2 separate regions of the Mus musculus genome follow, and region 1 is linked to region 2. The links are chromatin contacts, called in public promoter capture Hi-C maps. All regions are on one chromosome and are shown on one strand. The core of a region is the stretch at or near the end of the contact, and the rest is flanking DNA. Distances in the headings are between cores, read along the strand shown. Region 1 holds the start of Cyp4f15 (cytochrome P450, family 4, subfamily f, polypeptide 15). Region 2 holds the start of Cyp4f17 (cytochrome P450, family 4, subfamily f, polypeptide 17).

Evidence for each region. Capture Hi-C pulls out chosen DNA fragments and counts their contacts.
Region 1: a contact with region 2 is called in a promoter capture Hi-C map of liver. The contact joins the promoter of Cyp4f15 here to the promoter of Cyp4f17 in region 2. A contact is called at or near these places in 4 of 39 promoter capture datasets (the C10 cell line, hematopoietic stem and progenitor cells, liver and 1 more), 1 of 484 Hi-C or Micro-C datasets (bone marrow-derived macrophages), 8 of 115 datasets of contacts at active chromatin or transcription factors (bone marrow-derived macrophages, embryonic stem cells and hepatocytes) and 4 of 9 other capture datasets (adipose tissue, liver, macrophages and 1 more).

Annotation. Positions count from the first base shown.
Region 1 is chr17:32,681,788-32,687,151 of GRCm38.p6, forward strand. Cyp4f15 (cytochrome P450, family 4, subfamily f, polypeptide 15) reads left to right here and starts at 3,844. Exons shown (of 13, transcript NM_001346538.1): 1 at 3,844-4,024; 2 at 4,272-4,470. The coding sequence starts at 4,011.
Region 2 is chr17:32,504,649-32,510,453 of GRCm38.p6, forward strand. It overlaps Cyp4f17 (cytochrome P450, family 4, subfamily f, polypeptide 17), which reads left to right and starts at 1,836. Exons shown (of 13, transcript NM_001101445.2): 1 at 1,836-1,930; 2 at 2,246-2,444. The coding sequence starts at 2,247.

The sequences.
Region 1 (5,364 bases), core at 2,594-5,093, 180 kb after region 2:
GTGCCATCTGTTCCCACACATGATACTGATTCTTGAAAGTCACACATACGGAGTTCTGCTGCGTGTTAAGCATGACATGCAACAGTTCCCTGTAGCTATTCTTTGGCTACTTTGTGAGTTCTTCTTTCTTCCACCACTCTCCACCCCCTTTCACACACCCTATCAAGCCCCTAACACTAGATAAGGGAGAAGAGAGGACAGAGAGGAAAGGATAGGTCAGGGGTTGGGAGACAGATGGTGCCATCCTTAGACTACTTCCTGCTGAATAGGGGTGTGGAGTTCTTAGGGGCAAGTTTGATCTTCTGAGTCAGGATATCTAATTTCTTTTTGTTGTTTATTCTTTGCCCATGCATACTTAACAATGACCAACAACAACCCACCAACCAGCATACCTCTCAGGGTTCTAGCATTGATAATTCCTCTAAAAAGCCCCCAGAATTCCAAGTATCACACCATCACAGAAATGATATGCAGCTGGCAAAATCACATCCCTGCAAGAGCAGATGGTCAGCTACTGTGGACAATCTAAAGCAGCCTTATATCCCACACCTGGGATTAAAATGAAAACATATTCTTATATGTCTGTGTTTTTTTTTAAAAACAAAATTCCAAAATTGTCACAAGTTTCCTTTTTTAAATATTAATGGTATTTTAAAATATAAATGATAGTCGCATAGAGTAGTAAATGTTGTGCAAACTGCTACCTCCACTTCATATAAGAAAAGAGGGCTGTGGAGACAGCTAGGTGGGTGACTGTGATCTAGTCGTAGGCAGAGGCATGCCCTTGTCTTCTTGTTAATCCAACAGGATGGACCAGGGCTCTAGCTAGACACTCAGCTGTAGGAAGGGAGGCTTACCTGAAGATAATGTACTCTTTCTTCCCAGACCCTGGTGCAATGCCCAGGAGCCAACATGGGGTAGATCTGGTCTGCTCACCTTTCTGAGTCAGTAGTTTTCCCTTTTTCTTTCTTTTTCTTTTGGACACCTGCAAGAGTCTAACTATGCCTTATAAACTCCCTAACACTCTCAACTTCCTTACATCTTTTCTAAAGTTCTTTTCTTCATCGAGTGACTACCTGTTACCATGTGGTTGACCTTCATGCTGGCTTGGCTTTTCCAATCTCCTCCTCAACACAGCTTTGAGAATGACAGCTAGTGGGCCCTGGGAATTTCCTTTGAAACTCTAATAAATTATCCTTAATCTGCTTGAGTCTGTTATTGTCCTTGAGTTTCTTTTTATTAGTCACTTTTCTGTTGCTGCGATAAAGCAGCTTGGCCAAGGCAACTCATGAAAGAGTTTACTTTGGGTTATGGCTCCAGAGGGACAGAATCCATAATGGCAGGTGGCCATGGGTGCGGGAGCAGGAAACTGAGAGCTCACATCATGAACCACAAGCACCAGAAAAAGCAAACTGCAAGTAGGGTGAGGCCTTAAATTCTCAAAGCCCATCCCCATGGGACACTTTTCCTCAACTCAGGGCTCACGCTCTTCTTCCAGCCAGGCCACACCTCCTAACCCTCCCCAAAAAAGCCACCAAGTGAGGACAAATTATTGTTAACAGAATCTCAATTATTTGATTTTGCTACCAAACACTCAGGAGCCAGAGGCTGGGGTGAACATCTGCTAGCTCAGAGAAGCAGAGAAAGTACCCAGATGACCTTTCTCAGACAGCCTCCCAGAAGCAAATCTCCCTCACCATCTCCGAAAACCTCCTCCAAACTGAATCTCCCTCCCTTCTACTTCCTATGCATCTTTCTATCCATCTTCCTGACTTCCTGTTACTCTCTATGGCTTTTTCTTAATAATCCTATGTTCACTTCCGGTCAACTGGTTGCTTGCTCTGCCTCTTGACCTAAGATTGACTTTATTTAATCCTGTTTACAGTATTCAAGCACAAAGCTCTTGGATTAAAGGTGAGTGCTAAGGTGGAGCCAAGTCACAACTATAAACAGGTTTTTCCAGTAAATTACACTATCTCAAGGTTCACAGTGTTATCAAATATCCTGCAACAACAAAGTCGTCAGATGCCTTAGACTATGGGAGATGTAGCTCACTCAAACGACGACACTTTAATTATTGAGACAAAAAAAAATGGGGAAGCAATTCTTTTATTAACATATGATTAGTCTTCAGGAACTCCCCAAGATCTCCAGTAACATTTCTTCCCTGTGTTTTAAACCTTTAATTAAAACAAACAAACAAACAAACAAACAAATGCAAAAAACTGTTCCTGCAACCCTAGAGGGTATTACACTTGTGCAAACATAACAGCCTAGGTTCAAATCCCCAGAGCCCATAGAAAGTCGGGCATAATTGCACACATGCATAATCTTAGTACTTTTGTAGAAAAGGAGGTGGAAGTGGGGGAACCCCTGAAAGCCAGTGATTCATTGAGCTTGGATTACGCAGCTGCAAAATCAATAAGTGGCCCTCAAAAAAGGTGGCCTGTACAGACTGACCCTCAAGGCTGTTGTGTGACCAGTGCTGTGTTCTGCTTGTACCTGTCTGCTCAGGGCTGCTCTCCACCTCAACATCACATGTCTCCTCCCTCTCACCATGTCTCAGTTCACATATAGGTCAACCTAAGTTATGTTCTCCCAGCTGAGCTGCTGACTCCTGGCATCTGACCTGGGGACTTGGTCATTGGGCTGTACTCCTTTTTGCTGCTCCAGAGAGTAGTGGCTCTCTCCAGACCCTGAGCTGCTTCAGAGCAGCATTTGAATTTTGCCTGACTGTGTAGCTGGTAGGCAGAGGCATCCTGGACCTCCCAGTTTTGTGCCATGAAAGGCTACATGCAGGTCTCAGACCCCATGAGAGAAGTTTCTTTGTGCAGTGAGCAGAACTTGTCTCTAAGTGAAACTATACCACGCCCACATGGGCCCCACAAGATTCAAGGATTTTTGTGGAAGTTGGAGCGAAATGACTGTAAGAGCCAGAAGTCTAGAAGAATAGGACCAAACAATGCCTTCTGGGTATGGTAGGACCTCTGCTCTAGTGAGCTCACAGACGCTGCAGTGAACCCAAGATAACACCAAGCTCAAGATAACCAACATTCCAGCACTGGGGAAGGGATGGTGAGCCCTAGCCCCTAGTTGAGGAGTTATTGGCAGCTGATGGTGGTGGGAGAGTCAGCTTTCTCTGAGGGTCTGATCACTGGTAAGCCTTTTGTCCCTGATAGGCACTACACCTATTTGAATCAGTAAGTTATTTAAAAAAAAAAAAAAGGGAGGGGTGTGGGTAAGGAGCCAATCTGGAAGGAATTAAGCGGGAGAGTAGGAGGCAAGTCTGATCAAAACACATTTTATGCATAAAATTCTCAACAACAAATTAATAAAATATTGTGTATTTAAAAAAAAAAAAAGGTACATGCTGTGAGTGCAGTCCAGTGCAGAGGACTTTGGGAGATGGTCTGTGACCAAGCCTGGCCTGGTTGCATTCTCCTAGCAGGAGAATTCCTGTTAATGATTTTGCTAGATACACTGTCGTCTCTGACGAGTCTCTGACGCGTAGGGATACCCCTACTTGGCTGTGGATGTTAGACTCAGACTTACCTCTGCTAACCTCAGAGTTTTGCTCCCAAATCTCTCCTGCCCTCAACCTCCATCCCCATGCCCATCCTCCATCCCACCCCCCCACCCCCCGCCCTCCCCCATGATGTGAGAGGGAACAAGTTCTAAGGCTCTGGTGTTCATGCTGTGACCCTGAATTGATTTCACTCTGTACCCTGCTGACCCAACCCCCTCCTTTTGGCCTTCTGCCCCAGAGGGGAGGAGGCAGTTGGGCCTGTGAAGGATTGGCTGACACAACTGAGCTCAGCCTCCTTCAGAGCAGAAGCCAGGAACAAAGAAACTCTAAAGGAAGGAGAACCGTGGGAAACTCACTGTTCCTGAGAGAAGGTGCCTGGCTAAGAGTAGGTTAAAGAGAACTCTAAGCCTGAACCTGGCTGCTTATTTCTAGATAACCAGCTATCTGAAGCCAAAAAGTCAGAGTGATCCTGTTGGCTTCAGACATGGGGTTTTTCAGGTAACATCTCCTGGCAGTTTCATTCAGGAATTTTGGGTCTCTCCCTCTCTCCCTCTCTCCCTCTCTCCCTCCTCCTCCTCCTCCTCTACCTCCACCTCCTCTTCCTCCATATTACTGCCTATTTCCACCCCATGGATCTCTCCTCCTACAAACAGCCTTCATTATTCATATCCCTGGTCCATTATGCCTGATGGCCCCAACCTTCTTCCAACCTCCCAGTCTCACTGTCTGTCCATTTGCCCCACAGGATGCCACAGTTGGACCTGTCTTGGCTGGGACTGAGGCTGGAGGCATCCTCACCATGGCTGCTTTTGCTGCTGATCGGAGCTTCCTGGCTCTTGGCCCGTGTCCTGACTCAGACCTATATCTTCTACAGAACATATCATCATCTTTGTGATTTCCCTCAACCCCCCAAATGGAATTGGTTCTTGGGTCACCTAGGCATGGTGAGTGCAGCAATATATTGTGGGTCTTGTATTTTGGAGAGAATGGACCAGGAATGGACCTCAGGGGATGGGTCTGAAGTCCTCCAGCATCCTTCACTAGCTTTTCTCATGTCCCTGCCTCCACCCCTACTTTGCTCTGGATTAATTTCTAGTCCATCTTTCTTACACTGGTGGACACTTCCAAGGTAGACAATACAGAGTGAGGACCCCTGGGGTTCCCTCATTGTCTGCTGGACTTGAGGCCTCTTGGGAAGCTCTGTCCAACGTCAATGCCATTTTTCTGTCAATCCATATCAGGGTTTCCATGTTTGCCTGGGGGTAATCTCTGGTATTCCTCTCCTACCACCCATGAAGCAGGAGAGTTATGGGTTGTCTTCCTGCCTCTTGTTCCTGAAGCACTTTTTACTTAAAAGCTGTCAGTTCTTCCCTAAGATGGACCATTGAGTCCTGTTGCCCAACTGAGATAAGAGTTGTCTCTTCACCCTCCCGTAAGCATTCCTTGACCCCGTGCCTTAGATTTTGACCAAGTCTGTTCTTGCCTTTGGGTGACTCGGTCTCAGTTGCTTCACTTGCAAACACCGAAGCTCACAACATCTGTACACATCAGTGACATCATACGCAGGGTGATGTTTGGTGAGAGCATGGGGCCTCACAGGTAGGAGTTTCTGCCCTCCTAGAGAATTAGTGGTCCCCTCTTGTCCTGGAGTTGACTAGTCCCTGCTCTGCAGACCTTTTGCACAGTTGGAACTGCAGACCTATCCAAGTTTTGTTTTCATTCTGTTGCTGTGATAAAACACTGACCAAAAGTGACCTCAGGAGGAAAAAGTTTGTTTGAGGGTAGTCAAGGTAGGAACTCCAGCAGGAACTTGAGACAGAAAGCGTGGAGAAACACTG
Region 2 (5,805 bases), core at 586-3,085:
AGATCTTTGTGGGTTTGAGGCCAGGACTGATCTACAGAGCTAGTTCTAGGACAGTTGTTTGGTTTTGGACAAACCAAAACCAAAACCAAAACCAAACAACAACAACAACCCCCCCAAAACCTAAAACCATAGTCTCAACACACACACACACACACACACACACACACACAAAGAATGTAATGTTAGAATCCAGCTGCTGTTCAGACTGTAATACCTTATGGCCTGCCCCTTCTTCCCACAGATATCAACAGGCACCCCATGAGGACACTGCCTCTTAATCTAGATTGAACTGAGGTTGTCTGGCTTGTGTTGACTATGGTGGTAAGAGCTTTTTACCCACGGAAGCATCTCACCGGGTTATGAGTGACTTCTCTATTCTTTCTCACTAGTTTTCATTTGAAGATTCTTTTGTCAGATGATAGAACAGCAACACACTTGCTTGCTTGTGTTCTAGGTCCATTTCCTTGGCATACCCTTAAAAGTCTGTGAACTAACATTTTATTTATTTGTGTGTGTGTGTGTGTGTGTGTGTGTGTGTGTGTGTGTGGGCACACGTGCCTGTCATGCCATGGGTGTGGAGGCCAGAGGACAGTTTGCAGGAGTCAATTCTCTCCTTTCATCATGCTGGTCAGTTCTATGGAGCAGAGTGAAGCTGTTAGTCTTGGCTGCAGGTGCATTCACACTGAGCCATCTTCCTGTCCCCTGAGATAGCTTAGCGTCCTTTCACCCTGAGCTAGAATCTTATCTGCCTCTTGTAGTGAGATATTTCTTAGAAGCAGCAGATCCATGCTTGTGCCTTTATCTGGGGTGCAGTTGAGACTGAGAACACCCGAGTTATTGAAAGGTGTTTGTTGATTCCTGCAATTTTGTTGATTTTGTTTTCCTCCTTCTTCCTCTCTTGCTTTAATAATATTCTAGTGTGTTTTATTTATTTATTTATTTATTTCCTGGACTTTGTGGCCTGATTTCCCCCTCTTCAGCCTGAAGGATTCTATCAAGCATCTTCTGTAGAGCTGGCTCAGTGCTCATAAATGCCTTTGTTCTATTTTTACCGCTGATAGTTAAAAAAAATGTCCTTCTTTATGACAGACAGCTTTTCTGGATGCAGCAGTCTGGGTTGGCAGTTATAGATATCTTTTACGGCTTGAAGTCCGTCACTTGCGCATCCTTGGGCTTTTACCCTTTCAGTTGAATGAATAATAGTGTTATTCAGATGGGCCTGCCTTTGTATTGTGAATGGTGTTTTTCTCTTGGAGCTCTCAACGTGGTGCTGCTGACCCGGAGCCCACAACCCCCTCTCTCTTCTCGCCTGCCTGGATTTCCCCACGACTGGCGGCTCAGCTTGACCCCTCCCACCTACTTCCTAACTGAACTCTGGTCCCTCAGCTGGGAGTTTTAATCTTCAGAATCTCTTTTAGTCCGTTCCAGCACGGCCGGATTCTTTGTTTCTGGAAGTCTTGTCTCCACTCGGAACCTGGATTACTTGGAGGGAGAATTCTGCCAGGTTGTGCAGCTGGTAGGCAGAGGCTCGGATCCTTTCAGTCCGAACTGGAAAACACTGCCTGCTGCCCTCTAGCCTGCAGGTCCTCAGAGGACCTGCGGAGCCTAGTGAGAACGGGACAGATTGTAAACTTTGGGTCTCTAGACACCTTTGTCTTGGTTCAGATGGAAGGTGTTGAATCCTGAGGACCCTGCTTGCCTGGACATGTGACCCTGGATTGGCTCCAATTGCTTCGGGTTGGCCCCGCCCCCGCCCCGCCCCCGCCCCCGCCCCCCGCATTTTGATATTCTACCCAGGCTGGGAGGAGGGCTCTGGGCCACCGAGGGATTGGCTCAGTCCAGCTCATCGTCCTGCTCAGCCGGTAGCCAGGATCAAAAACATTTCCAGGGAAGAGCGGACGTTTCTGGGACGCATTACTCCTGAGAAAAGGTGCCGGACTTGGGACACACGGAAGGCCCCTACTGAACAGTGGAAGCTCTGTTACAGCTGGGGTGGCTCTGCAGGCAGGCCTGATTTCCCAGTTACTACGCTACATACCTGTGCTTCAGTCTAGGCCAACGCAGACTATAAACAGATCCTATCTGCCTCTCTCCTGCCTGATTCTCTGTCTCTCCGTAGCCCTGGGTGTCCCTTTTCCTTCCTGTGTTCTAGTCCTCTAAGTCACCATCTCTGTCCAGTGACCATGGAGGGCCACCTCTGTCTCCTGGGCCTCAGGATCTCACTTCTGGCCTATCTTTCTTGCAGGATGCTACAGCTGGGCCTGTCCTGGCTGGGACTGGGGCCTGGAGCTGCCTTCCCATGGCAACTTCTGCAGTTGGTTGGGGCCTCCTTGTTCCTGGCTCGAATTCTGACCTGGATTTGTGCCTTCTATGACAACTACTGCCGTCTCCGCTGCTTCCCCGAGCCCCCTTCGCGGCACTGGTTTTGGGGTCACATGAGCATGGTGAGTGTGGCAGCAGGTAGGTCTGGTGTGTCAGGAAAGGCTCTTAGGAACCTGGGAGTCGTGAGAGGGTGGAGAGGTGAGGGAGGGAGGCTGAGTGAGTCTCTATCTAGTCACATACCCGGCATATCTACTCCTGGCCTCTGTCTACACCACGTTTTGAGGCTTTTTTCTTTTTTGCCCTTTCTCGTTCCCAGCTAACTTCGGATCACATTCTGATAAGAACTCATGTTTTAAGATCTCTTTCTGTTGCTTGTTCAGTCCTGTTCTGTGTTGTTAGTGCCCCCCACCCCACCCCACCCCAGGATAGGTTGAGGGAGCAGAGCTCTCCCCCTCAATGTGCTATTTCACTTAACGTTGTTGGAGTTGAGCCTTTCTAGTGGAATAAATTGGGTATGCTCCTTTCTTAGCCCATCTCTGCTGGCCAGAGTCTCTTGAGGGACAGCGATGCTGAATGGCAGAAGTTGACATCCCTCCTCTCCAATTTTTAAAATTCTTTCTCTCTCTCTCTCTCTCTCTCTCTCTTTCTTTCTTTCCTTTCTTCCTTCCTTCTTCTTCTTTCTTTTTTTAAATGAGATTTATTATATATTGTATATAATATATAAAACATATAATATATTTTTATATATTTATTATATATTATATAATATATAAAATATATAATATATATATATTATATATTATATATATATTTTATATGTATGTATCTTGCCAACATTGGTGCTTGTGTACCATGTGTGTGCCTATTGCTCAAAGAGTTCAGAAGAAGGCATTGGATCTCCCAGAACTGGAGTTATAGGTGGCTGTGAGCTACCTTGTAGGTTTTAGAAATCAAAACCATGTCCTTTCCAAGATTAACAAGTGCCCTTAACCTCTGAACCATATCTCCAGCCCCACCAATTCCTCCCCTGTCTTATCTAACTCTTCCTCCTCAAAAATGTGTCAGAGGACTCCATTGTCTGAATTAGGTCAGAGTTGAGCACTCTGTTTTCCTCTGTGGTATTGAGGTGACACACTGACTGTCTTGTGCTCCCTAGAAAATGAAGGGTTCCACTACTAGGCCAGCCACTTTTCCTATTTTTCCAGAAGGCACCACTGTGGCCTCTCCTGTATGGCTACACATCCTGGAAAGACTTCTTACTCATATCCAGTGCCCTTTGCTTCAGACCTTCCTACGGCCAGAGCCACATTTGGCACTTCAGGGTCACCTATAAGGGTACCACCTCTAGTGGCCTGGATTCCCATGCCGCTTTCTCTCCACAGCCCTCTTTTCGTCCAGCTTCCCAGTTTGCCTTCTCTCCTGTCATATCTCCTTTTTTCTCTCCCAGTCCAGGAGCTTCCTTCCAGTTACTCTGTATTAGGCAGGGCTTTCCAGATTAATAGAACCATCTACATCATGCCATTTTGTTACTTGAATGGTGTGCAGCCAGTGGGCTGAGGAATTCAGTAGTCATGGCTCTCAGCATGTTGGTGAGGCTGGGGACCAGTAGCTACTCCAACCTCAGAGATGGATACCGCAGCTGTTCTAACCTGTTGCTGAAGGCCTGGAAGAATCATGGAGCATTTCTGATCTCCTATCAGAAGCTGAGTTCTGATGAAGAAGAAGCACACTCATTGTCAGGAAGTGAGGGCCCAGGGTTTGACCTCAGACTTCTTTATATCTTGGCTACCTGCTAGAAGGTGATGCCCATCGACAGCGAGGGTCTTCTCCTCTTTCCAAGAAACTTCCTCACCGGCTCACTCAGAGCAGTTTCTCTTAGTTAATTCCAGATCCTGCCAAGTTGACAGTGAAGACAAATCACCTGAAACCCACCTGTTGTCAACGTGACACTCATCTGTATCTCTTGTGTCATGCTGAATCACCAATGAAGATAATAATAGAGTTTCAACTCCACCTAAGATGATTTAAGTTATCACACAAAGACAACGCTTATATTTCCCCTGAATAGATGACAAAGCCACTTGAGGAATGCCGAACTACGGATGTTATTTCAACCAATGTTACATTACATGGTAAAGTGATAGGAGAAAAAGAAACCCAAATATCTGTGTTTGTGTACAAACATATCATTAGCAAAACAGAACAGAAACATTCATGATAATTATAATATTTGTTTCTGTAACTGATTGTATGGTCTTAGCTGGCATTCTCTCTCTCCTTTAAAGATTTATTTATTTATTTTATGTATGTGAATATATTGTTGCTGTTTTCAGACACACCAGAAGAGGACGTCTGATCCCATTACAGATGGTTGTGAGCCACTGTGTGGTTGCTGGGAAGTGAACTCAGGACCTCTGGAAGAGCGGTCAGTGCTCTTAACCACCGAGCCATCTCTCCAACCCTTAACTGGTATTCTTAACTGTGTTCCTCAACTATACATTCTGTATTTCTTCTACTCTCAGCAAACATCTCTTAAGGCCTTGGCTCTTTCTCTGGACAGATGAGCCGTAACTTCATCCGTGAAGAACTGTTATCATTCTGTTTGCGTTGCATTGTTGGAGTTTCCTGTTACCTTAACCACAGAACATGGTAACACGAGATGCCCTAAAAGATCTTCTACCCTCTATGTACATGTCATGTTTCATCTCAACACCAAGAGTGCTCAACTTTGACCCAAGTCAGACAATGGTGTCCTCTGACACAAAATCTTCCTTCTATTGTGGAGAAGCAGCCCACCTTTCCTTTGGGCATTTGGATCAGTTTCCCCTGATAACACAATAACACATCTCTTAGCATGTTGATTTGAAGGAATAGGGAATCTAAGATGGCTGAAGGGAAGGCTTAGGTTCCCACTCAATGGAGTATTTATTATGTCTCTTGGCAGAAGCAGCTTCCCATATGGAACTAAATCTTGTAAGTCAGCAGAACATAAGTTTGTGTGAACAAGAAAGAAAAATTTTGCTAGTGGGTCCCTAGAGGTGATTAGGCATTGTATCATTCTCATTTCCATCTCTTGCATAATTTTTGAACTATAAATCCTGGTTATAGAATAAACAGTGCCACACACACACACACACACACACACACACATATATATACACACCAGAAGTAGTCCTCTTAAAAGGCTCATCCCACTCTTCTTTCCAGCCATCTGCTTCAGGATGGTAGGAGATAGGAAGACCACTGAATCCCACAAACATGAGCCCACTACCTCAGTTCAGTGGCTGTGAAATGAGTTCCTTCATTAGCAGCAAAATTATGTGGGGTGCCCTGCTGGTGGATAAAGAATTCTGTAAGTGACTAGATGACAGTTTTGTCAGAAGTGTTACACGTAGAAAAGGCAAATCCATAATTAGAATAAGTTTCTATTTCAGTAAGAAAAATGCACGTCCATTCCATGATGGGAGTGGTCTAAGCTAGTCA